Linked DNA regions of Sorghum bicolor: region 2 is linked to region 1. The links are chromatin contacts, called in public HiCAR-type maps. All regions are on one chromosome and are shown on one strand. Each heading gives the region's core, a stretch centred on a gene start, on an enhancer-like site or on the middle of the called end of the contact. The rest is flanking DNA. Distances are from core to core; before and after follow the strand shown.

Region 1 (4,649 bases), core at 285-2,784:
GAGAATGAAAATGAAATTGAACAGAGAAATACGATGGGCAGCACTTACAGGACTACAGGAACAACAATGAGGAACTTCCTATTGCGAGTAAGCTGTTTGCCATTGTCCATTTGTTCCCACCAAGTCAATCCGTTGTACATTCCCTGGTCATCAGCAAAAGGTGTTCCTTTCTTCCAATGGAAAAAGTGGTATGTGATCTGAAAAATAGGATTCACATTCCAGATGGCAAGTGTTATTTGGACAAAGTTGCTTAGAGACATGTTTAACAGATAGTACAGGAAAATTCAAGAAACCAAACCCTGTACCAACAGTACCTAATATGTTCCCTTTGCTTTAGTTTCAATGAAGATAGGGAACATTAAAAACACATATAGGCTAACAAAGTGAGAGTCCTGAGATCAATTTGCAATGTTATTAATCCTATAATGAGGAATTCGTTATCTGAGGCAAAAACATACTAAAAGTGATATGTCAGAGTACATACTACTAGGCAAGCTAACAAAACATGTAGCAACATCATCGGTGCTGATATTCGTGTTATTTGGCCTTCAGACATTACAAATTTACGAACTATGCTTGTATACGATATGCTTTACCCGATTGATGTACACAAAAAAATATATGGTTCTGTTGTTAGCTATATGGTCACCAGAACTAACCAAACTTGAATGCTGAAGTATCCTGAAATTCATATAAGCTAGCAGCCAATGTTCAACTTTACGCGAATTTTGGTGAAGCAATTCTGCCAAGTGGACGCACCGAAACTAACTCCTATCTATATATTGGATGTCCTATCAGTCCAATTGAGGGAGCACGAAGCAAAGCTTTGTACGCAGATAGCATCAGCACATTAACGCCCGCGCTGGACGGACCGAAGCATTGTTTACAGCCTCTGGAGGGGTTCAGATCCATGATCAGAATTTCAGCAGCAAATGGGAACTCCGCACGCACGTACGAGGCGGGAGGGGACGGCTTGGGGCTTGAGAGGAATCGGAAGAGGCGGTTACCGCGAAGTGGAAGAGGTTGACGACGGTCCACGCGGTGCCAGGGGTGCAGCCGAAGACGGAGAGGACGAGGAGCCAGGAGAAGAAGACGATGAGGATGTAGGTCGTCCAGACGCCCGGGTACATGAACCACTCGGTGTTCTTGTTCAGATCCGCGGGCGGGAACGCCTGCACGTACAGCTTCGCCATCCCGGGGCTCCCGAGCAATCCCTAATCGCCGGCCCGCCGGCCTCGACGAACCCTTCCGCCCCCGGCGACGGGAGAACGGCAGGACACGGTGGGGGGACAGACGGGAGCAGCAACGAGCTGTGTGGTTGCGTGCTTGCGGTCCGCTGTGGCGGCTGCGGTGGCGGGATTTATAGGTGCGGGATCGGAGGGGACGAGGAGGGAGGGAGGGAGGGAGGTTGGAGCCGCGGCGTTCAAAGATGGGGGCGAAAAATTAACGAGGCGGTGAGAGGGACGGGTGAGATGGAGGAAGGAAGAGGACGGCGAACAGGAGCGGGCGCGTGGAGAGGAGACTGCCCAAGGAAGAAAACACGACGTCGTCACGGACGACTGGGTCAAAGATGGAGGGAGGCGACTGATTATGGGCTCTCGTGGGCCGGGCACGGTTTCGGCCTGTTTTAACGAGGAGAGATTTACTCGTATGGGCTTGAAAAAAAATGGCTCTTTTTTTATTTTTGAACTTAATCTTGAAATAAATTTTTATTAGTTCTACGGGCTTCCGTCTGTTTTCAGTAGTTAACGGTGTTAAATGAACAATAAAAAGACTGTTCTGCCCCTGGCGTAAAAAATTTGAAGAGTTTTGTTTGTTTGTTATATATTTGGAGTAATATTTAGCAATAAATTCATATATAATAGTAGCAAATATTTGGCTAAAAAATTGTAGAGTTTTGTTTGTATATTAGACTATCTCCAACAATCATCACCCAAAATACAAGACCTATTTGTCCTTTGGGTAGCGCTACAGGTAAAAGGTTCCATAACTATTTTTAATCTTCTCCAACAACAAGATCTAAAAGACAACACTCTCTGCAAATGTGTCTCGAGGAGAGAGGATACCCAAATTTGGGTTATGCCTCTCCTGATACCCAAAATGGGTTTTCTGTATAGGTACTCTGTTGGAGACTATAGTTATTGTGTTGGAGACCCATTTTAGATTTGGGTTCCCAAATAAGTCTCCTGTTGGAGACAGCCTTATGTGTGAATTTATTGCGTGGGGCCGAGGCTGGCACAGACGCATTGGTAATAGAATTTTTATATTTATAAATGTTTTATTGTAAATTCATCTTTCAAAAAAATAAATAGTCCCAACAGAAATTACAGAATTAATACACCCATGCTAATTCATATGTCCAAGTGAACGGATGTAATTTCTTTCTTGCTGTTAATTTTGACGTGCTTTAAAAATTTTAAAAAAAATCCATACGAGCTCGGATCAAGATTTTAGAGAACGATAGAACTACAACTTTATATTTTTATAAATTTTCGTTTTGAAACCATCTTGATTACCAAAAACTCAATATATGTCATTCTTAGAATCTAAACCTTATACTACATCTATTTTAAATTATAAGATATTTTGATTTTTTTAGATACATTATTTTTATTATATATCTCTACATATATGTCTAAGTACATAGTAAAAAGTATATATTACAAAAAAATCTTATCACTTGAAAAGGAGGGATCATTAACTGTTTCGAGTCGAAGGCCGTGGGCAGCGGATGTTTTGATTAAGGGATGTTTTGATTTTTCTATAACTTTTGTTATATACTTAAATATATATATTATGTCTCGTTATATAGCAAATGCTATGAATTAGAAACATCAAAACGCCTTATAATTTAGATTAGATAGTTGTGTCTAACTGTCAGGCCAGTCTCGGTAGTCGCCGAGGCCTAGTGTCATCAAGAATTCGAGTCTGCTCCCTCCTCTTCTGCCAGGCAAAGTTGTCAACCGCAGCCGGTTGATAGAGTCAAGAAGGGCCAGCCGCAAGCGACACTAAAAATATACGGCTTCGTTCCATAACGGTGGGACGGACTATGGAGACTAGTCTAGGTCAATTTCTGGACCGGTTCCTGGACTCTGACTGCCACCAGGATTCGGGCAATGCGTTGATATTCAGTACAGTGCAAATAAAACATTAGTCTAAACCACCGATGCATTCAAGTGGTAGTGAGAGCATCATCGTCTTCCTCCTCATGTCCCGGTCCTCACCACCAGTGGCCACGGGGGTGACAGATTCAGGTCTTGTTTATGGTTTGTTTGGCACATTAGTAAAGTTGTTTTTTTAGAAAATAGTTTTATGAGTAACTTTCTAGATGAAGCTGAGCTGTTTTGGATAAAGTGTTTGGTAAAATAACTTCACCAACTACTTCATGCATAGATGAGAGAGAGAAATGAGGGAGAGAGCTGCAATAAGGTACATTTTTTCAGCTTAATCCCAACTCATGTCTCTATGAGAGAAGAAAAACAGCTTCACCCATGAAGTTGTTTTAGAAATAAGTGTTTGGTATGTTGTGAGCTGTACCAAACATGCCCTTAGTTTCACACCTAAAATTTCTTTACCCTTCACATCGAATCTTCTAAATTGAACAGTTTGTCTATAAATCACGAGACAAATCTTTTAAACTTAATTAATTTATGATTAAATACTAATTATTAAATAAAATAAAATTACTATAGTAGTTAAAACTAAAAACTTTTTTTTTTTGATCAGAACTAAAAACTTTTTGGAACTACGAGAGAGGATTCCGGGCAGTACGTGGCCAGCGCTATGCCGCCATCTACTTCCGCCTCCCGCTTTCTTTCTTTTCTTGGGCCGGGTTTTGGACTGAATGTGACGCTAAGCCCACTAGGGGCGTAGTTGCCGAGTCTTCCCTAGGCGTTCAGCTTTTACGTTTGCACCAAATAATGTGTTGATATTGTTTTTTTGACACAATAACATAAGCAACCTCACACCAACTAAACAACATAATAAGCAACCTCACACCAGTGTCCAAATTACAAGCGAGAACATCAATGTTCCTAAACCCATTACATGAGAATCTGTACATCTTCTAACTGAATTTTCTTCAGACACCGCAATGTGTGTTTGCTACATCCTTATCAGTTGTCACTTCTATCAACACTTGAAGGCCATCACCAAGCACTAATCAGAGCTCCAAGCTTTATCCATTAACATTTGTTGAAATATGGTCTACAAGAATTATTTGTGGCAATTGCTATCTCCCAGCAAGGCCAACCGGAATTGATACAGGAGGTTGTTGGTGCTCCGCAAAAGATAGAATGCCATTGTTCATGACCTTAGTTAGCTGATCCGAAGATCGATTGAGGCTGTTCTGCTGCAGTAACTGAACAAGCGATAAAAATATATCCATTCTCGTCACGTTCTTGTTTGCCTGTAAAACCACCAACACACAAAGACTGTCAGCCGAGAACGCGCCATAAAAGTAAAAACATCCTAAAATAAGAGTTCCTTTACCTCAACAAGAAATCGAGCCATTATCTTTCCATCACGAAGTTCCATCAGTCCCTTCAATATTGTAAGTCCAAATCCACGTATGGTGTCAGCTATCTCTAGAAAAAATCCGCGTTCCTCACAAAGCATCTGTTAAATAGCAAATATATCACTTCAAACTT
Region 2 (4,688 bases), core at 249-2,748, 60 kb after region 1:
CATTCCAACATTGTGATCTTATGTTAATAAATAGGTATCTCCAAGAAAATTTGCAGCATGTCACAACAAAAATGTTTCAAACATCTGATTTGAATATTTCCTAAAAACATCTGATTTAATACTCCTTGATCCTTGATAAGTAGTGAATATTTTTTAACACAAAATTTTAAGGTTTCAGGTTTCTTATCTGCACTCAGCAGATACAATACCTAATCTGATTTAAGTTTGAAAACTAAAAGTGGGCAGGATGAAGCTAGTAAGAAACATGATATGCTTTGATCTTATCATCTCACCATCTCTCTCTCACCCCCCCCCCCCTCTCCCCTTCCCCTTCTCCTTCCAAAAAGAAAAACGATTCGGTCATTGTCTCCACTGGACACTGTGGCTCAGACTTCGCCAGCTCAGGAGCGGGAGGAATGCTGTCCATCCACCGGCATTTTCTGCTTCCATACCAGTGATGTTGACTCCTTCCTCACCGAGCAAACCCTCTATCCAGTTTCCCTGGATCTGAGGAGGAAGATGAGTAGGAGGATATGAAGCAAGATGAAGAAGACATGGCGCCACGCACAGCAGAGGCAAGATGTTGATCGACACAATGTCTCACCCCATCTTCTCTTGCTTTGGATGTATTCTTTTTTAAGCCAAAGGACCTCTAGCTGATCTGGTTAGAGGATTCCGGCGGCACCCCTCAGGTCCTGAGTTCGATCCCCCTTGGGGGCGAATTTTCAGGCCTGGGGGTAATAAAAATCCCCTCGCTTGTCCCACTCCAAAGTACAGGTCTGTGGCCGTCCCGTCTCACGGGGATGCAGGTGCCGCTGTATATGGGTGGGGCCAGGGTTCGGGGGTTTTTTCGAGCTGCGTGAGAAGTTCTTCTTAATGGAAACCGGTGGGGGACGTAAAGAAAAAACAAAACTCAGCACTACTACAATAGTATTGACTTGCTTTGACTCAAAACTTCAAGGCCAGAGTTCAGAGATGATGCCAACGATGCCCAATGGTTAACAAATAGACAACAAAGCAATCGCCTAGGGAAAGAACCGCATCATACTTCGGAAAACTGAGCAGAGTAACGAAGAGCAGGGCGGATAGCTCACCTGCGGTCTTAGGGGCCGACTTCATCTCGTCCGCCGTGCTGAAGATGGGCTCCACCTCCTTCTTGACCAACCTCGCCTTCTTCACAATCTGCGGCGCCACGAAGGAAAAAAGGAACCGCATCAGACACAGATCGATTCGAGGCAACAGAACGACAGGGAGCAACGAGACAGAAAATGGTTGCAGCGAGGAAGAGGTACTGGGCGATGGACCTTGTTCTGGATGGGGCAGACGTAGGGGCAGACGGAGCAGAAGAGGCGCAGGCGGTGGCTTGCGGTGCCCGGATCGATCTGCAGCAGCATCCCACACACCGGGCAGAATTCCATCGCCCTCCCCCTGCCGCCCTTCTCCGCCGCCGAGCTCCAGACGTCAGCGTGCCCCCGCCGAATAGTCGGGGTTTCCTTTCCGGAGAGGCGGAGACAAAAACCCTGGCTTATTGGGCTTGGCCCGGGTTGTTTGGAACTTTGGACGGATCTCTCAGGCGATGACATCATGGGCCGGTGAGCAACATGAGTGTCAAAAAGATGGGCCGTGGGAGGACACTATCAATTTTTAGACATACATATGCACTTGGAATAAGATTATTGCCCCCACAAAAGAGAAGCAGATTTCCTTTCAATTTTTGGACATACACATGCACTTGGAATTTGGAAAACAAGACAAGATAGGCCCTGATTACATTGGTGGCAATATTTTGCTGGGGCTGTTACAGTGCAATTTTCTTTCACATGATATACTTATGAAACGATCCTCATCAGTAACCAAATACAACTGAGCTGCCTAATTTTACAACAGGGGTAACGCTAACAGTGATGAAAACTATATGATCAGTAGTGGGTCCTGACACGGTGACTTGCAAATAAGTTTGCAAGCATCAGGCGGGCCTCTCGCCACCATCTGGCGCAGCAGCCTTCTGTGAACTACTTTGGTCAACATCCATTGGTGCGCTTGTCCTGGGAGGAGACAGTGGCTGGACCTCAACATCGGGGTAAGCAGCCTTGTACCTTGCTCTCAACCCTTCATCAACAAGCCTTACCCCTTGTAATTGGTTACCCAGTGAAAGCCATCTGCCCAGGAGAAAAATGTAAGTTGAAATATAATAGTGTGCATCTGGTTAGAATGAGACAGAAAACTTGGCCAAGAAGAGAGGCAACGATTAGTCCGCACCCAGCTTGTGTATTATGCATTCTTGCAAACAGTTCCAACTTCCTTGTCCTTGGGCTAATTCGTTCTAGCATTGCGTACATCTGCACAAGGCAGATTTGAAACATCAATCCTGTTCTTGAATGGCACATTTCAAAAGGCAATAAAATCTTAAGTTTTCAGTTTTGCCTTGGGATATATGCAATTTTGTTGGAGGAAAGGCAAGCATCAAACAATGCTTTTGCAAGCAACATATAGTAGCTAAATAAAGATTTAATACCTCATCAGGTTTTCTGCTTGTTTCACGGACTTCAGCAACAATAACATCGGTATCTATATTCCTGTTCACTAAAGGGTTTCCTTTTATTCCAACAAGACAATGTTCTTTGCTGTGATTCAACCAATGGCCAGTGCGGCCAGTTCGAATGATACGTTGAAGTTGATTGGTCTTCACCCAGATAATTTCTTCAACACGCTTGTAACCCCACAACTCCAGACTGAGGATTGAAAAAAAAAAAGCCACAGTGAATAGATTAAAGATATCAGGTTTCCAAATGCAGAAAGTAACATCTAGAGACTCTAGAGGGCCATTGGTCTAGAAAAAGATCAGAAGAGGAGCTAAAAAAATAAAGACATTGTGCTGTAATAAAGTGCACACCAAAGAGTAAAGGAACATTTCTAAAAGTTGTAATGATTTTTGTCAATATGGCACATATCATCTACATTGAGTAACAAGTATATGATATGATTTTATGAAGCATGGAATCAAAACCCTTCAACAGACATTGAGATCTTGTTGGATAAAACATATTGTTAGTTGTCACAGTAAAGCTAAAAAAAAAGGTTCAAAAACAGAAAACTTACCATTCACGCCCAAGTTCCATGGCACGACCAGTGACCCATAAAAAAATCAAACCATCAGTTTGCAAAGCTGGAACATTAAGCGTCCTCATTTCATCATCAGCCATTGTGCCATATGGTAGCTCCATATGAATATCCCAAGGGGGGTCAGCCATAATTACTCCAAACTGTCCTAAGATGTCCATCCTGAAGTTCCGAATGTCACAGTTTATCCATTGCGATTCTCCAAGCTCTATTTCTGAACAATATTCAGCTCTCTGTGGCTTTATTTGCCTAGGTGGTGCGACAGCACCAGCCATCATTTGAGGTACATCTGGTGTTTGATCAAGCTCGTAGTGGACATACTTGCAAGTCTGGACATTGTAGAACATATGTAAGATACATACTTGCAAGTCTGGACATTGTACAATATAGATAGAAAATTCAAACAAATACATGGACATTATATCACAAGAAAGAACACTATGATCACCTTTGTGTGACGGCATGTGTCTAGGAAAGAGCAATCTCCTAGGTTTGTATCAGTATGTGGAGCTATAATACGACGAAAATGGACCTGCTCACAGTGAAACAGAATTACATAAAAATTGACAGTGATACCTAAAAACCATGTGAGAGGGATCCAAGAATTCAATGAATCATAGGAATATAAATGAGAAAATCATATTGTGTGATGTTAATAAAATGATACATTTCCCAACAAAGTAAAACCTTATTTTTGCAGGTTATAGCCACACGCTGTGTGAAAATAATTTAACTTAGGTTTGCCACAAAATATCAGTTATCGTCTTTCCAAGTTTCTAAATAATTTGCAGATAAACATACATAAACCATTTCTCCTGACATTGACTTCGAGAAACAAATGGAACTGAGATTTTGTCCTTACCAGTTTGATCTCATTTTAAAAACTAGAACGAAGCACTAAAGGTAAAGGATGGTTTTGAAGATTACGATAACTAAGTAAAGATTCTAGCTTTGCCATAAAAAATTGTGGCTAAGTGGTTAATGTCAATGGACAAACTGATTTCTTATAAAAGTGATGGCATTAAACGTGGTGTGTGCTTTTTTTTTCTTCAAAAAGAAGAGAAACTATCAAAGCAGGGAAGCCAAGAAGAACATTAACACTGACCTTATCACAGGCCACAAAAGAACCTGTTTGGCGTCGGCAATCTTCTTTAGTTAAGTTGGTACAGTATTCCTTCAGCTGGGAGCCACCCTTTGTTTTAAACTGAAAGAAAGAAACCAGAGGTCATAAAAAAAAGGTGATAATCAAAAGGTCATAAGTATACCAATAACTTGAATATAGAGTAAATCGTAGTTCTAATGTGTCCGGGTGCAGAGGAGGCTACAATTTTGGGAGTTAGCAACAGCCAGGTGATAACGATGAAGCACTGAACACCAGAAAATAAAGTTGCCTAGTCTTTCACACTAACCCATCAAGTAGTTTACCAGTGGCACTCCAACAACTCAGTTAAGAACATCACAGGGTGAAGAAAGAACAAACCTTTGCAGCGACAGCAGTCTCCTTAGCTGTAGGCCGGTGAATAAGATCCAGCAGCTCCTCTCCAGTCTTTGTATTCTGCTTCTCTCTA

The links. HiCAR-type assays count read pairs that join an accessible place to other places.
Region 2: a HiCAR-type map of leaf shows a contact between it and region 1, with 3 times the contacts expected there. The contact joins the promoter of LOC8076045 here to the promoter of LOC110434916 in region 1. A contact is called at or near these places in 1 of 4 Hi-C or Micro-C datasets (leaf mesophyll) and 1 of 1 datasets of contacts at active chromatin or transcription factors (leaf).

Annotation. Positions count from the first base shown.
Region 1 is chr4:62,676,500-62,681,148 of Sorghum_bicolor_NCBIv3, forward strand. It overlaps LOC110434916 (ORM1-like protein 3), which reads right to left and starts at 1,535. Exons shown (of 3, transcript XM_021459896.1): 1 at 1,008-1,535; 2 at 49-197. The coding sequence starts at 1,193. LOC8076042 (transcription factor bHLH157) reads right to left here. Exons shown (of 10, transcript XM_002454446.2): 9 at 4,492-4,617; 10 at 3,908-4,408. The coding sequence ends at 4,232.
Region 2 is chr4:62,736,421-62,741,108 of Sorghum_bicolor_NCBIv3, forward strand. LOC8076045 (DNA-directed RNA polymerase III subunit RPC10) reads right to left here and starts at 1,499. Exons shown (of 3, transcript XM_002454447.2): 1 at 1,305-1,499; 2 at 1,095-1,182. The coding sequence starts at 1,418. LOC8073912 (probable N6-adenosine-methyltransferase MT-A70-like) reads right to left here. Exons shown (of 7, transcript XM_002454448.2): 1 at 4,601-4,688; 2 at 4,226-4,324; 3 at 3,569-3,652; 4 at 3,100-3,449; 5 at 2,516-2,732; 6 at 2,260-2,339; 7 at 1,669-2,159. The coding sequence ends at 1,967.